Linked DNA regions of Pan troglodytes: region 1 is linked to region 2. A link is a contact called in public Hi-C data. All regions are on one chromosome and are shown on one strand. Each heading gives the region's core, a stretch centred on a gene start, on an enhancer-like site or on the middle of the called end of the contact. The rest is flanking DNA. Distances are from core to core; before and after follow the strand shown. Region 1 holds the start of AHR (aryl hydrocarbon receptor). Region 2 has its middle 100 kb from the start of AGR3.

Evidence for each region. Hi-C and Micro-C count contacts between places; a contact is called where the count stands out from the background.
Region 1: a Hi-C map of stem cell-derived neural progenitor cells shows a contact between it and region 2, with 6 times the contacts expected there. The contact joins the promoter of AHR here to the enhancer-like site in region 2. A contact is called at or near these places in 2 of 7 Hi-C or Micro-C datasets (blood and stem cell-derived neural progenitor cells) and 1 of 1 datasets of contacts at active chromatin or transcription factors (stem cell-derived excitatory neurons).

Annotation. Positions count from the first base shown.
Region 1 is chr6:23,090,058-23,096,981 of NHGRI_mPanTro3-v2.0_pri, reverse strand. AHR (aryl hydrocarbon receptor) reads right to left here and starts at 2,395. Exons shown (of 11, transcript XM_016957117.4): 1 at 1,646-2,395. The coding sequence starts at 1,710. LOC104007120 (a long non-coding RNA gene) reads left to right here and starts at 991. Exons shown (of 2, transcript XR_002944579.3): 1 at 991-1,105.
Region 2 is chr6:22,777,512-22,784,890 of NHGRI_mPanTro3-v2.0_pri, reverse strand. No RefSeq gene overlaps it. Among named protein-coding and RNA genes, the nearest start is that of AGR3, 100 kb to the right of the region's middle. Within about 2 kb of position 2,815, at least 3 of the 24 cell types and tissues checked have an H3K27ac peak or open chromatin away from gene starts, as enhancers often do. A contact at or near this core is called in stem cell-derived excitatory neurons and stem cell-derived neural progenitor cells, where this site is marked.

The DNA.
Region 1 (6,924 bases), core at 1,146-3,645, 310 kb before region 2:
TAATGAATACAAAATTATGGCATTTGTTTTTGTTTACAAAGCCATCCAGGTCCTTTGATAACACCCTAACTGAAACCCAGTATCTTAAAAAAACATCAGGGAGATCTTCATGTTTTCTCACCATACACATAAAAACCCATGACACCCCTATTATATATGATGCTAAGTGTATTATTATATTAATAAACACATAGAACAGACATTTGGGATGCCTCCCAACTTTAACCATCAATGACAATGTCAAATAAGACAAACATGCTTTAATATAAGAAACCATTCTACAAAATTAAAAGTATTATAAACCGATGTCTCAAACTGCCAAGGTAGAAAACTGCTGGTTTGACAATATTCCCTTAAGACACACTGTACCATAAAACTTCTAAATTTTAATCAGTCTATTTATAGATTATTATCCTCTGTTAATGCCAATTCATAAGTATAGTTCTGAAGAACTATGATAACTGAAATTCTGAAAGGAAACTAAAATTTTAGAATGAAACTTTAAACCAATAACTGGTTTTAAATGTAAATCTTAAAGTGTTATTTTTCTGGTTCCCATTAGTGATAGTTGGAGTCTAAGCAAAACGCACACTTCTGATTTGGTCTGAGAAGACGTTTAAGAGTTCTTAAAATTGTTTACGAAAACTTGAAACACATGTAGGTAAAGTAACTCAGAGATCTAGAAATAAAAAAATTGGAATAAACACATGAATACAACCACCTCACAACAGGTAATGTTTTGAGCACGGATAGTTTTTTCTGACACACACAAAAAATTGGCCATCTCACACAAATATTCCACCAAAATCAACCGACAACGACAAAAGCAAGTTTGTACTCACTCAACTAGAAGAAAACTTTGAAGGGGAAAAGAATTAGAGATAGACGTTAAGAATGAAAACCTCTCTCAAATGCAGTTCTAAATCTTTTATTTTACAGACCCTAAAGCCACCCCAAAAGTGATAAGCAAGCTTCCGAAAAAGATGTCTGCAGAATACAAATCCTCCACCGTATCCTGTCCGTTGCATCCCCTCCCACCTGCTACCACTTCTATCCACTTTACCGATATGGTCACGATGAGCGCTACAAAATTGCTGCCAAATAAGTAAGTAAGAGCGCAACACAAAGCCAGTTGGTGGGGACCAAAAAGTACCTTTAGAGGCACTCAGCCCCTTCGTAAAAGTCAGCATGTGTTTAGCTCTTTAAAACATCTCGCCCTACCAAACTCTACGAAGAATGAGAATTAAGACCGTCCTCTAACCTAACCCATGCGGATATTAAAAGTGGAAGGAGATTTCAAGACAGGTTTATACTAACTAATCCATTAGCCCAAGGCAGATCAGAGCTGTCAACAAATCAGGACCAAATCAGAAAGAACAAAGTTGCAAATGTGAGAGGGTGTGTATGCACTGGTGCGGGGGAAGAGGATGGGTGGGAGGACAATTTTTAAAATGCAATCATTGAAAACGGGAGAATCCAAGTCCTCTGTCTCCCAGCCGGCCTCCAAACCTCGATTCCACGGGCAGTGCCGGGAATGGACCTAATCCCAGGATCGCAGGGATTTGGGGGCGGGGTGGGGCTGCCTCCCGCACCCGCGTGCCTGAGCGCCCAGCCCCCGCGATGAGGACGCGCTCGGGACACTCACGTTTTCTGTACCGGCTTCCGCCGCTTGCGACTGGCGTAGGTGATGTTGGCGCTGCTGCTGTTCATGGTGCCCAGCCGACGGCGGCGGCTACTCCCCGGGCACTGGCGGCCGGGTCCCCGGAACCCGGTGTAGGCTGGGACGACAGCGGCGGCCGGCGCCGGGTTCCGCGAAGCCGCGCCCGCTCCACCTGCGTCCTCTCGGGACAGTGGCGTGGGCGCCGCGCCTCAACGCCTCGGCTCACGCAGGCTTCCGCAGCCCGCGCCAGTACAGGTGAGCTGCCTGGGCCTGGCGCAGTGAGGGGGGGCGAGGGGCGGAGACCCGCGAGCAAGGCGGCGCAGGTGCCGTCTACACCGGCGGAGGCGGCGCGGCAATGCCCGCAGGTGAGGCGGCCCGGGCGGAGGAGGAGCCTGGGCCGTCTATTTAGAATCCTGGCCTGGGTCGCGCACGGTGGCGCCGCGCCCCGTGACCGTCGCCGCGGCCCCTTGGGTGAGGGAGGTGCCGCCGCGCTGCTCCCGGGACTTCCCAAATCCTGGGTGCTTCCCGCCTGCGGAGCTCGGGCGCCGGCCACCAGTCCCGGCTGCTCCCAGCTTCCGTTCGGCTACACGGCTGCCCCTGGTCTGAGCTGGCGGTCCGGGGCACGCTCTCGGAACAGAGCGTCGAGGGGACTCCCCAGCCACTGCCTCCCGCCGCCGCGCGCACCGGCTGAATAGCAGGAGCACCCCCGACCCCTCACCGGCCCCGCCCCTCCCCGCCCAGATCCCGCGTAGCCCCGCCCCGTCCTGCTTGCCCCCGCCCATCTGGATTCCATTCCATCTTCCTTGAGGGCCCCACCCTCATCCCGGCACGTGATGACGTAGGACGTAAGGACGCCCCCCCCGCCGGTAGCCATCTTCGTGCATAGGCAAACTTATTGTAGCTAGACTGTACAAAGTATATCAAGATATGCCAAATATTGAGCTTAACTTCACCTGTTTGAGAGACGGTGGGTCAGCTAACTTGTGGCTAAGAATTACAATTAACTGGTAGACAACTGGTAGACAACCAATGGGACTGTATATTTTCCTAGTTGGGGAGGCTTCAGAAGGCCAGATTTGAATTGAGACTTGAAGGCTAGGAGTTTCCTTGACCTTTTTTGGTGTGCGGGGGAAGTCTTTACAATAGACAGGAAAATAGATAATAAGGGGACTATTATGTGTTGTGTCATGGAGGACCATGTGGAAAAATATTGGGAGTAATTAACAATATTGAATGCTGTTGAGAAATTCAAATTAGTTGAGAACTGAAAATGTCATTCTTGTTTTCTCAATGTGTAGTCACTGATGACTTTCGTGAATGCAGTGTTGGGGTAATGGGCCTGCAAATAACATTGAAGTGGGTACAGGATTGAGCTGAAGATAACAAAATGGCATCCTCAAGCAGACAATTTTTCTTCCAAGTTTAGCTGTGGATGCTCTCATCCACATCAGATGGTATGTAGGGGGAGTGAAGGGTTAAATGAGGGTTTTCTAGTTTTGGTTTAGTTCTTTAATGGGCGATACTGAGCAGCTTAGAGGGGGTAGAGATAAACTATGTAGGGAACCTGAGGGAACAGTGAAGGAATGATAGATATTAAGATAGCGAAAGCAGGAGGGAATGAGTGCCAAAGCATAAATGGGAGATTAGGACTAATAGATTAGATACTAACAGAAACAGCACTTACAGTGCTTTGCTATTCAGAGTACTCCACAGCTTCTTTTGAGAGTTACAGGAAATGCAGACTCTTTGGGTGTCCTTATTAAATCAGAACCCGAAGTTCACAAGAACTCCCAGGTGATTCAAATGTACATAAAGTTGGAGGAGCAGTTCTCTACCATAGCTGGAGGAAAGAAGGACAGTGGGTGAGATATAGTAGGCTACTAAATTTTGGATCAGAAAGATGAAGGAGATGTAACAGAGGGTATTCTAGCATGAGCTACAAAAGAACAATTGTGTTTTGTGGTCGATGATCTTTGTTTTAATTTTAGAAGAGCATAAAGTAAAAGTGATCTGGGAAGTGACAACAAGGAAGTAGATGGACATCCACCCTGTATCCTGTGATAAGAGAAAATAACTAGGCAGTATTGGGGAGACCTTTAGGAAAGTGATAGCCTCAGTAAGCCACCTTTCAGTTTAAGGAAAAAGATGGAGCAAATTCCCAAAGAAGACAGTGTACACTGGGAAAGTTTGATGTTTATGAATTAGCAATTGCAGAGGCAGAATCAACCATCTCTATTTTTCCCTTCTCTTTCATTTCTTCATTTATCTGTGCTTACTTATAGCCATTCTATCTGAAACGTGTAAGTGTAAAAGAATAATTTCCTCCTAGCTAGGAACTTTAAGGGTGAAAAATTTATATCAAAACATAATTTATTGATTCTGTAGCTTATAACTCCTCTTCATAAAAGAGATGTACTAAATGCAATGAACCAATCTTAATTTAGTGATTTAAAAAAATCCTACCCTTTTTAAGGTTGTTGGCTATTTGGTGCAGTCATTTTCTACCTTATTTTGACTTTCATACCCTTATTTTTTTATGTTTAACTTTAGGATTATTTTCATTATCCAGAAGTCATATGCTGTATTATGTTACATAGTCTTAGTTAAGTAACAGATCTTTGCATAATTAAGATTAAAATTGAATATCAACAAAATTCCCAGAATTCATTTTATTTTAATAGTGACATGAACTTACCTTAACCTTTTTGCTGGCATGTGAATACAGTATAGTGTAGTGCCATTTTTAAAAAATGAGCTGCCATTATCTAGAAACTTCCTGTATTGGCACTGTGGAACATGGTTCTCAAAGTATGGTTTGTGTCCATCTGCAAAGATTTAAAAACTTTTTTGTGAGCAGTTTTTTTTTTTTTTTGTAGTTACGTGATTTTTATCTCATAATAATTAATTTGGCTATAAGAGTCGGTGAACATTTGATTACCTTATCCAAAGAACATCCTTTTAATCAATTGGGTTGAGCTTACTTTCTGAGGTTTCAGATGCAGCTGTATGTGTATGGGTTTCTTTCTCCTGCGAAATAGTATGAGAAAAATGTTTTAGGAATGCTATTATAAATATCAGCTGTTCTTGAATAAAGGAAAATAATCAAAATGAATGCTAAACCTATTCTATCACAGTTCATTTCACTAAGCAAGATTTTAGCCCCTATAATATACCAGACACTGTGGGTTACAGTAGTGATATCAGACATGTTCTTTCCTCTTAGAGCTTACATTCTAATGAGAGAGACAAGAATTAACCAGATAGTTACACAAATGAATGTATAATTACAACTGGGACAAGTACTGTGAAATGAATACTGTGAGAATGTATAATAGGTGGATTTAACTTGGTAAGGGGAGGTTACCCTGAGGGAGCTTGAGCTGAGTTTTGAGGCATAGGTAGGCATTTTATAGGTGACCTGGGGAGGAAGGGGAATTTCATGCAGACTGAGCATGTATCACTTTTTAATCTCCTCTTCAATTCTGCAGCTCCTTACTTCAGGCCCTCAGAATTGTCTTTTACAGTTTACAACACACATTGTAGCTATATGAAGTATTTTACAGAGGGTAGTCCATGCTTCCTAAACTATGTACTGAGGCACCCCAGGAGCACCACAACAAACTCACAGGGGCACTATCATGGGATATTTTAAATTTTCAAGGCCAACACAGTGACATCGGTTGGACACCGTGCAAACCACTATCTTGAGGTAGTTCAGAACTTCTACACATTAAATTGTACTTCATTCCTTTTGACATCGTATCTTTGTGAGGCTGTGTTTTTGTAAATTGCTGTAATAAAACACAAGGACTGTGGGAAAATTACTGTAGAACAGGAATGAGGGTAGCGGTTTCCAAGTTTATTCCAAAGTTTGAGAAGTTATGAAGTGCCCAACAGATGTGCACATCCCATTAAGAATAAAAAATGTTAATGTATATTATTTTTTAAATAGCTACTAAGTTGTTAGGATAGACAAACATAAGTTTGGGTTTAACTGTTTAATAAATGGAACTGTTAGGTGTTTCTTTTAGCTTGCAACACCATGAAAAAATTACTGAGACACTAGGAACGCTGTGAACTGAGAAAGTTTGGGACCTTTGGCATAACTAAATCCTTCATTTAACAGGTGAGAAACTTCAGGCCCAGAGAGATCAAGTGCCCTGCTAATCATAGCCTAGAATCTGGGTCTTGTGACTTCTGCCCCAGTCTAAAATGTATAACTTATCTGACTTTGAACTGTTCTGATTCATTTATTAAAAATAATCAGTTTACACATTGCTTGCTTTTACTCCTAACACTGAAGAACAGACATAGACATCTAAGGGCTGTTTCTAAATGCTTAATGTCTTCTTTACTTGCTTGGATACAACAGTGTCATAGAAGCCACAGAGAAGTAATTAATAGATAATGCTAATCTTAATTCTGACAAAGAAACTACAAGATAGGAATAATTTGTTATTAGTCAAAATTATTTTTATTCACTTATGGATAATGCTTTGTTGCAAGAAACATTTAGGTTTTTAACACATGAAAGTACATTATTAAAATGTTAACATGCAGTAAGTTTGGATTTCGATTTCTTTCTTTCCGGACTTTTAATTCTCACGAATTTGAAGTTTGATTATGGGGAAAGTTATAAAAAAGTTTTATGTTTCACATGCTAAGATTCATGTCTAATTTATTAAACATTTTATTAAAATATATATGTATAAATATCATTTTTACTAAAATCCATTTAACTTTGGAGATAAATATATTTGAAATCTACATAATACATACTTTCTGCATTTTAAATCATGATATAGAAGAACTGAAATTAAGATAAAATACATTTATTTAACAAAGAAAATTATTAACTTGATAAGAACAGCTTAAGGAAATATAAATTATTGTAAAATGCTGACCTAAAATATATAATTTAGATTTGCTAAACTTTAAAAGGCTATCATTCTTATTCATATTAAGAAACAAAATGTATTCTTTACTGAAAATATTTAACAAATTTAATTAATGTGTGGACAGTGGTTCTCAACATTTGTTGCATATTGTAGTCACTTGAGAACTGTAAAAATTACGGATCCTTGGCTCCACTACAAAAATTTTTATTTAATTTATCTATGTTGTGTCCTGGAATCGGGATTTTACAGGTGATAGAGGTATTGTGGTTATATACCTCTATCATCTGTAGAGGTATATACCTCTAGAATAAAGAGAAGATCCTTATTCTCAGGAAATGCATGCTGCAACATTCATATATATATATA
Region 2 (7,379 bases), core at 1,566-4,065:
TCCAAATTTCAGCTCTGATTCCTGTTATACACGTGCAAAGGAGGATATGGTGAGAATAGCACAGATGTGGAATAAAGTTTGAAGTTTTTTTCCATTTAGCAGGAGATGAATCCAACTCTCTGGATAAAGTCATAGGACCTAATGTCCCCATAAGTTCAACTTGTGATGGCAACATTGGAAACTGTGTACTTCCTCATTTTGAAAGGACAATGTACCCATTGTTCAGTAGCATTACTACATGGTTCTTATGCAATTATCCACATAATATAATTAAGGCACTATATATATACATAATATATATAGTATATATATACTATATATACTATATATAGTATATATATACTATATATTATATATAGTATATATATACTATATATATAGTATATATAGTATATATATACTATATATAATATATAGTATATATATACTATATATATACTATATATATACTATATATAGTATATATATACTATATATAATATATATATTTTATATATATATATAATATAACAGAGACCATGCTGTTGATCTTTCCACCCATGACATTTGCTTACAGCTCAATTCACTATTAATGAAACCATGAATTTAATAAACTTAGTAATGTTGCCATCAGATTTGGAAGCTTGGTTTCTGAGGTTGGTCTCATAAACCTTTTGCTGAACAGAAATTTTTTTTTAATTGGAGGATTTCATAGTCTTATTTGGAAAACAAAAAACAAACAAAAAGTTGTGAATTCACTTAGGATTTCCCACCTGTTTTGATAAAAAAAATTATATATTCCTCAGAAAAACCCTAATGACAAAAATGCTAAATTGTTCACACTTGCCACCTCCAGCAAGCATGGAAGGGTGCAAGATCCTGTAGCAACATGGCTGCTATTCTTTGATTTCTGAACCCAGTTGCTATGGCCATAGAGTAACTTCTGACTTCTCTGTTAGTAGATTCTATTTTGAGAGACTGCTTGGGAAGTGGTTGGCTGTAAGATTTCAGGGGCTGCCTGGATAATATTGGAGCCAGGTGCTTCTCTTCCCTGCCCTCTCACTACTGGTAATTGCTTAGCCCCCCTCACTGAGGGTTTACACAGATGACAACAAGCCTTTGGATGAAACCATATTCTTCTTTGTTATCTTTAACTCATAGTTATCCTTAGCTTAGGAGAAGTCACCGGGATGACTCTATGACCATTATCCAATGGGGAAAACCACAACTTCTTGTGTCATTCCTGAATTCAACCGTAGGCCAGATAAAGGCCAAATACAAGGAATATAGGAGGAAAAATCCAGAGATCACCTCTCTCTGGCTTCAGTCCATTTCAGCCCTTATTGAGTTTCTACCACTTTGAGAGTCAATGGAGGGAGGGAAGAATGAATTAGAGTCTGTTTACCCTTATCTGATATGGGCTCTGAAATGTTACTCACACCTGGGTACCTGTTCATAATGCTGGAAAGGTCTGTCTCCTTTTTCCTAGGTGATGCAACTAGCCCTTTTTCTTGCAAAAAGAGAGGCTCATATTAACTCATATCTAGTTAAGAATTCATTCCAAGAACATGAGATAGAAGGAAAAGTTGAGATCGATTCATCAAGCCCAGAGTTTAGAAGAAATTTCCAATTGATTTGAGTTTCTTTCACAGATAGTTTTGTTTTGTTTATTGTTTTTTGTTTTGTTTTGTTTTTTGAGATGGAGTCTCACTGTCACCAGGCTGGAGTACAGTGGCGTGATCTAGGCTCACTGCAACCTCCGCCTCCAGGGTTCAAGTGATTCTCCTGCCTCAGCCTCCCAAGTAGCTGGTACTACAGGTGGCACACACCACCACGCCCAGCTAATTTTTGTATTTTTAGTGCAGACGGAGTTTCACCATGTTGGCCAGCCTGGTCTCGATCTCTTGACCTCATGATCCACCTGCCTCAGCCTCCCAAAGTGCTGGATTACAGGTGTGAGCCATGCCACCCAGCCCATAGGTAGGTTTTTTAAATGTATCTTTAAAAATCTGAGATTCTTTATAGCATAGTACCTTTTATAGTAAAGAAACTTTTATCTGAAGTGTAGCATTTTCTTCAGTTCCCTTCATTTCTTTCTTCTGTTAAATTGTAGTAAAATTAAATGTAAACTCATTATTTTAAAATAGCACTATAGTATGATCACATTTTTATAGCAATGTCTCTGCCCATCTGCCTACCCAACTATCCAAATATATATATATATTTTTTTACATCTTCAAACTTGAATAGGGTTTTGGGTTTTCCTTGGTTTTTTATTTAGGATGATTTTTATTTATTTATTGATACCTTGCTATTCTCAAATTTCTATTCAAAATACAGCTGTTTCATTTTTTAAAGACAAGCAAAAAAAAAATGTAAAATTTTTAAAAATCCTTGTAAAGACATCAAACTATGTAAGGACTCTTTGGAAAATGTGTCCCTAGATTGCTGGTTCAAGGGCTGCAATATTGAGTGTAGATGTGGGTCTCTAGAAAGGTAGAACTAGCATAAAACCATTTTGAGAGAAGCGGCCACCCTCTCTTCAGATTACGTCATTACACTTAGCACACACCAGTCTCAAACATGAGGACTCTCAGGCATTAACCCGTAACTACTGTCAAGCAATCTTTTCTATACATGGCCTAGACTATGTTCCTAGTTTTTCCCTTTTAAAGTCCTCTCCACAAATAAAAACAAAAGGCTTTGTACACTACCCACTTATTAATTCCTACATGTCAAACAACAGTTTACTCTCCTAAATGCGTGATGAACTAATCTCACAAGACACTGGGTAGCTGTGTCCAGCCTATTGCTATGGCACCCAAGAGACAAAGATTTCTGAGGTTGTCAGTGGTAACGGATATAGCAACAAATAGAAAGCACTTTAGTACTATACTGAGACTTTGAGACAACCAATAGAAAAAGCAGTTAGAAATTCAGACAAGCCTGGAAGCAAGGTGAAGAAATCCTCAGAGAACTATGTAGAAAAACAGAGGCTATAATTACAGAATAAAAGGGCTTTTTTTTTGGATCATATTTTATTACCACCCCAAATGAAGCTCATAAAAATACAGAAATTTAGAGAAAGTACACAAGCTTAAAGTGTGAAGAAGTGGCAGTATCTATATAATATTACTATATAATCAGGAGGTAATTGTGGGAATCCTTAAATTTAGAAACTTATTTTGTTAATTCTGAAGATATTTTATTTGAGTGGCTTTCCAGAATTAAAAAAGAATAATAATTAGGAAAAATTGTGGTAAGAAGTGATAAAGAAAAAATATTGGTAAATATTTTATTCACTGGGTTACATTATGAAATTTTTCAAAGAGAAACAAACGTATGTCTGGATTCTGTACTAATAGAACCAAGTCTTGAATCACAGCAACATAAACCAACACCTGAGGACCAAACTATCTTTATAGAGAAGTAGCAGAAAACATGAGACAAAATCTGGATAGAGAAGTCAGATCATATGTTACACTCCAAATAAGAGTCTATTTTCAATGACCAAAAATAAGAAATAGAATAAAGTGATATGATTCTTAAAACACCGTTAAGCTCTACAGAAAGAGCACCCAATATATTAATGGACTGTTGATTTTAGAACAAACAATTGTTGAAGTCTCCATCTATACAACACACAACTGTCCACAACAGGTACTGCCACCTATTTAATAGTATTAAAAATATGTTGGGTACCTGTCTACTTTGAGCTAGCTCTAAGAAAATTACCCAAAGCCACAGGGCATTCTCTTCCAGTTGCCCAACCTGTTTAAAAGTGGCTGTGAGCAGGTGGGGATAAAATTATGCTCTTACTGAACTCATGCCTCTGCATTTCCAACCCAAGTATGATTTCAAAGCATGTGAGAGTTTGTATCTTTCATTTGCTCTCCTCCCCAGATAATTAAGATTTCGTTATATTTAGGAAAACTGCCTCCTTGGTCCCTTGTAAATTCCAGGAACTCTAATTTAAGATCAAACCTCTAAGGAAAAGTCCACTCATTTGTAAAGTCTTTTTTGTGTGTATGTCTTTGATAAAAAGTCTAATTGGCTCCATTTCTTTTTGAACATTTTGTTTATCCACCTAATTATCCTGGGAAAACTGACATGTTTACCAAGTTAAACTAAACAATTACACAGTAGAACAGACCCATAAAACAAGGACCTCAGGAGGAGCTGCGGATCTATTGGCAACTGGTTTGAGTTTGTCTTATTTTAAAAACGTATCATATTCAGAGAATTAAATTCTCATAAAGGAAAGAGTACATCGTTAAGTGCAGCTATTAAGGCAAAGTTTGTTTTATGAAGTACGTGATCATGGTAGGTCCATGTAAATCACCATAATTAAAATGCAGTAGGCATTCATGTATTTAACAACATTTACAAGCTTGTTTTAATCTATCTTCTTTGAATTCAATCAGCAATTTATCTTTTAGATAGTTGATGCCCAGACTTGCTGCAGCATAGTGTCCTCTGCTGGTCACACTGAAACACTGCACCATGAGGAAAACAGAAAGGAAGGTTCAAAAAAAAAAAAAAAAGAGAAAGAGTGACTGCGAGGGAATGGAAAAAGGAGAGAGGCAGAAAGGGAAGAAAAAAGGAAAGGAAAAGAAAGTAAATAAATATGTTAAATTGAGACATATAATCTTTAACCCCCAGGATACAGCGCACATTAAAAATATAGTGTGTTTGCCACGTAGTTATGGTTGCTTAGTAAATTGAGATTGTGCTTTCATTGGAAAGAAATGTTTGTGAGACTTGAAAGATTAAACAATAATATTGGATTGAAACTGTTCTGAAATTATTTTCTGGTAATGTTAAATTAATTTAGAAGATTTTCAAAGTTAAGGTGCTCAAAAACTACCAATCATCAGAAGATGCAAATCAAAACCACAATGAGATTACCATCTCACCCCAGTCCAAATGGCTATTATTAAAAAGTCAGAAAATAACACGTTGGCAAGGTTGGGGAGAAAAGGAAACACAACACAACTGTTGAGAATGCAAATCAGCTCAGCAACTGTGGAAAGCATTTTGGAGATTTCTCAGCGAACTAAAAACAGAATTGCCATGTAACCCAGCAATCCCATCACTGGGTATATACTCAAAGGAATATAAATCATTCTACCAAAAAGACACCTACACTCATATGTTTATTGTAGCATTATCACAATAGCAAAGATATGGAATCAACCCAGGTGCTCAGCAGTGGTCACCTGGATAAAGAAAATGTGGTGCATATATACCATGGAATACTACAAAGCCATAAAAAGGAATGAAATCATGTCCTTCACAGCAACATTGATGTAGCTGGAGACTATTATCCTAAGTAAACTAATGCAGAAACAGAAACCAAATACTGCATATTCACATTTATAAGTAGGAGCTAAACATTGGGTACTCACGGACACAAAGATGGGAACTACAGACAATGGAGATTTTAAAAGTGGGGAGGTAGTGAGAGGAACAAGGGTTGAAAAGCTACCTACTGGGTACTATATTCATTACTTGGGCAACGAGATTATTAGAAGCCCCAACCTCAGCATCACACAATATACCCAGGTAAAAACCTGCACATGTACCCCCTTGAATCTAAAATAAAAACAAAAATTATACTCAAAAAAAAAAAAAGAGGCAAGTTAACGGTCAGTGAAATACAGTGACATCCTCTCCTTCCCATCGTGTCAATCCCCTTCCCCCAGACCAAGATTTTCACATTTTAATGGACATCAAGAACCTCCTAGGGAGCTTGTGAAAAATACAAATGACTTTTGCTCTATGGTTAAGGACTCTGATTCACTGTACTATAAACTTCAGAATATTCATTTTAATATTTGCCTTTAGAAGACAGTGGTGCAGATATTTTATTCCCCTCAATTAGAATACAAGAGCCACTGTGTACCTGGCCTCTTTGTTCAGGTTACTAAGAACCCCAACCTCAGTGCTCCAGGAGGGTTTATCTTATCCAGGTATTTGCATGTCATCATCATCATCAACAATAACCATATTTGCTATAATTTATCAAATATTTCCTATGTATCAGGCACTATATTACCATTTTCCTTACATATTCATGTTCCTTAGACAGTTACGGCTTTGAAAATGCTTCTGCTTTCTTTAATATCAAATTCTGCATGAAAGAAAGCTAGACCATACCTAGTACATAACTGACCTCAATAAATGTTAGTTTTGCTTCCCTTTCTCCATGTTCGTTGTTATTTTAGATTGAATAATTAACTGTAGATTAACTATATCAAGATCCTTATTAATATTGACAAACTCCTTGTTGTTTTCCATAATTGCTCAAAGGTCAAGTTTCATGGAACACAGACATGATTCCCTGATTTCGGAAGAGATTTTAATTTTCTTCAAAACATTTTGAAAACGTGTTTTGATAGCACTAATAATGTTCAAAGAACAACTGGGAACATACCTGCATTCTCTGAAATGCATTTGTTTGTGCCTCATTCTGCTTTTCCCTCTCTCTGGTACGCAGTTACGGGTCTGGTCAGTTGCCTCTGCATTCTTTGTGTGCTAAGGAGTGACAGCAGACAAACTGATGCAATTGCATTCAAGTTGAAATGAATTCCTTTATTTCATGTCAATATAGAACCTGATTATTTCTCAGTAGCACCATTAAACAGACATCAGCAGGTTTTGTGATAGAATTATTTCATACGACTTTATGTAATTTATCTAGCACATGTAGGGTCATGTGTATCTCACAAAGCTGGTACACTTCAATAAGAAAAAGGAGTTAGCTAGTAGAATGAATAGGAGCCCAGAAGAAGTTACCAAATTGAATTGATGGAGACTCATTTAGGTGCAAGTTGCATAAATTTACTGAAACTGGCTTAAAGGGAGAAAGGTATCTTTATCGGCATGTGTAACACAAAAATCAAGGAGTGATACAGCATTAGGCAGGTTAGATTCAAGTTCTACAAAGATGTCCCCAGAAAAGTTGCTTAATCCATCTATCAGCTTTGTTTTCCTCTGTGTTGGTCTCATTCTAACATAAGCTCTTTTTCTCTCTCTTTGAGGAGTTAGAGATGGCTCCTCAACAATCTCAGAAAAAGAGACAGTCCCCCTTGCAGGGGTTTCAGTAAAAGACGTTGGTTGAGTCATTTGTTTGTCCCTGAAGCAACCATTGAACAGGAAAGGAGAACATACTAACCAGACCAGGGTCCCGTGCTCAGCCCTAGGAAAAAGGGATGGAAGCTGCCGGCAAATCACACTGAAGGAAAACGGGGCGAGAAACTGGCAGGAAAAGAAAATTGCTTACTGGTCAGATACACCCTCGTGAATACTCACAGAAGACATTTGTCAAAAATAAAAAGATTCATAATTCTATGACTTAAGAATCTGGAAGTGAATGTAACTCAACATGGTTGGAGAAC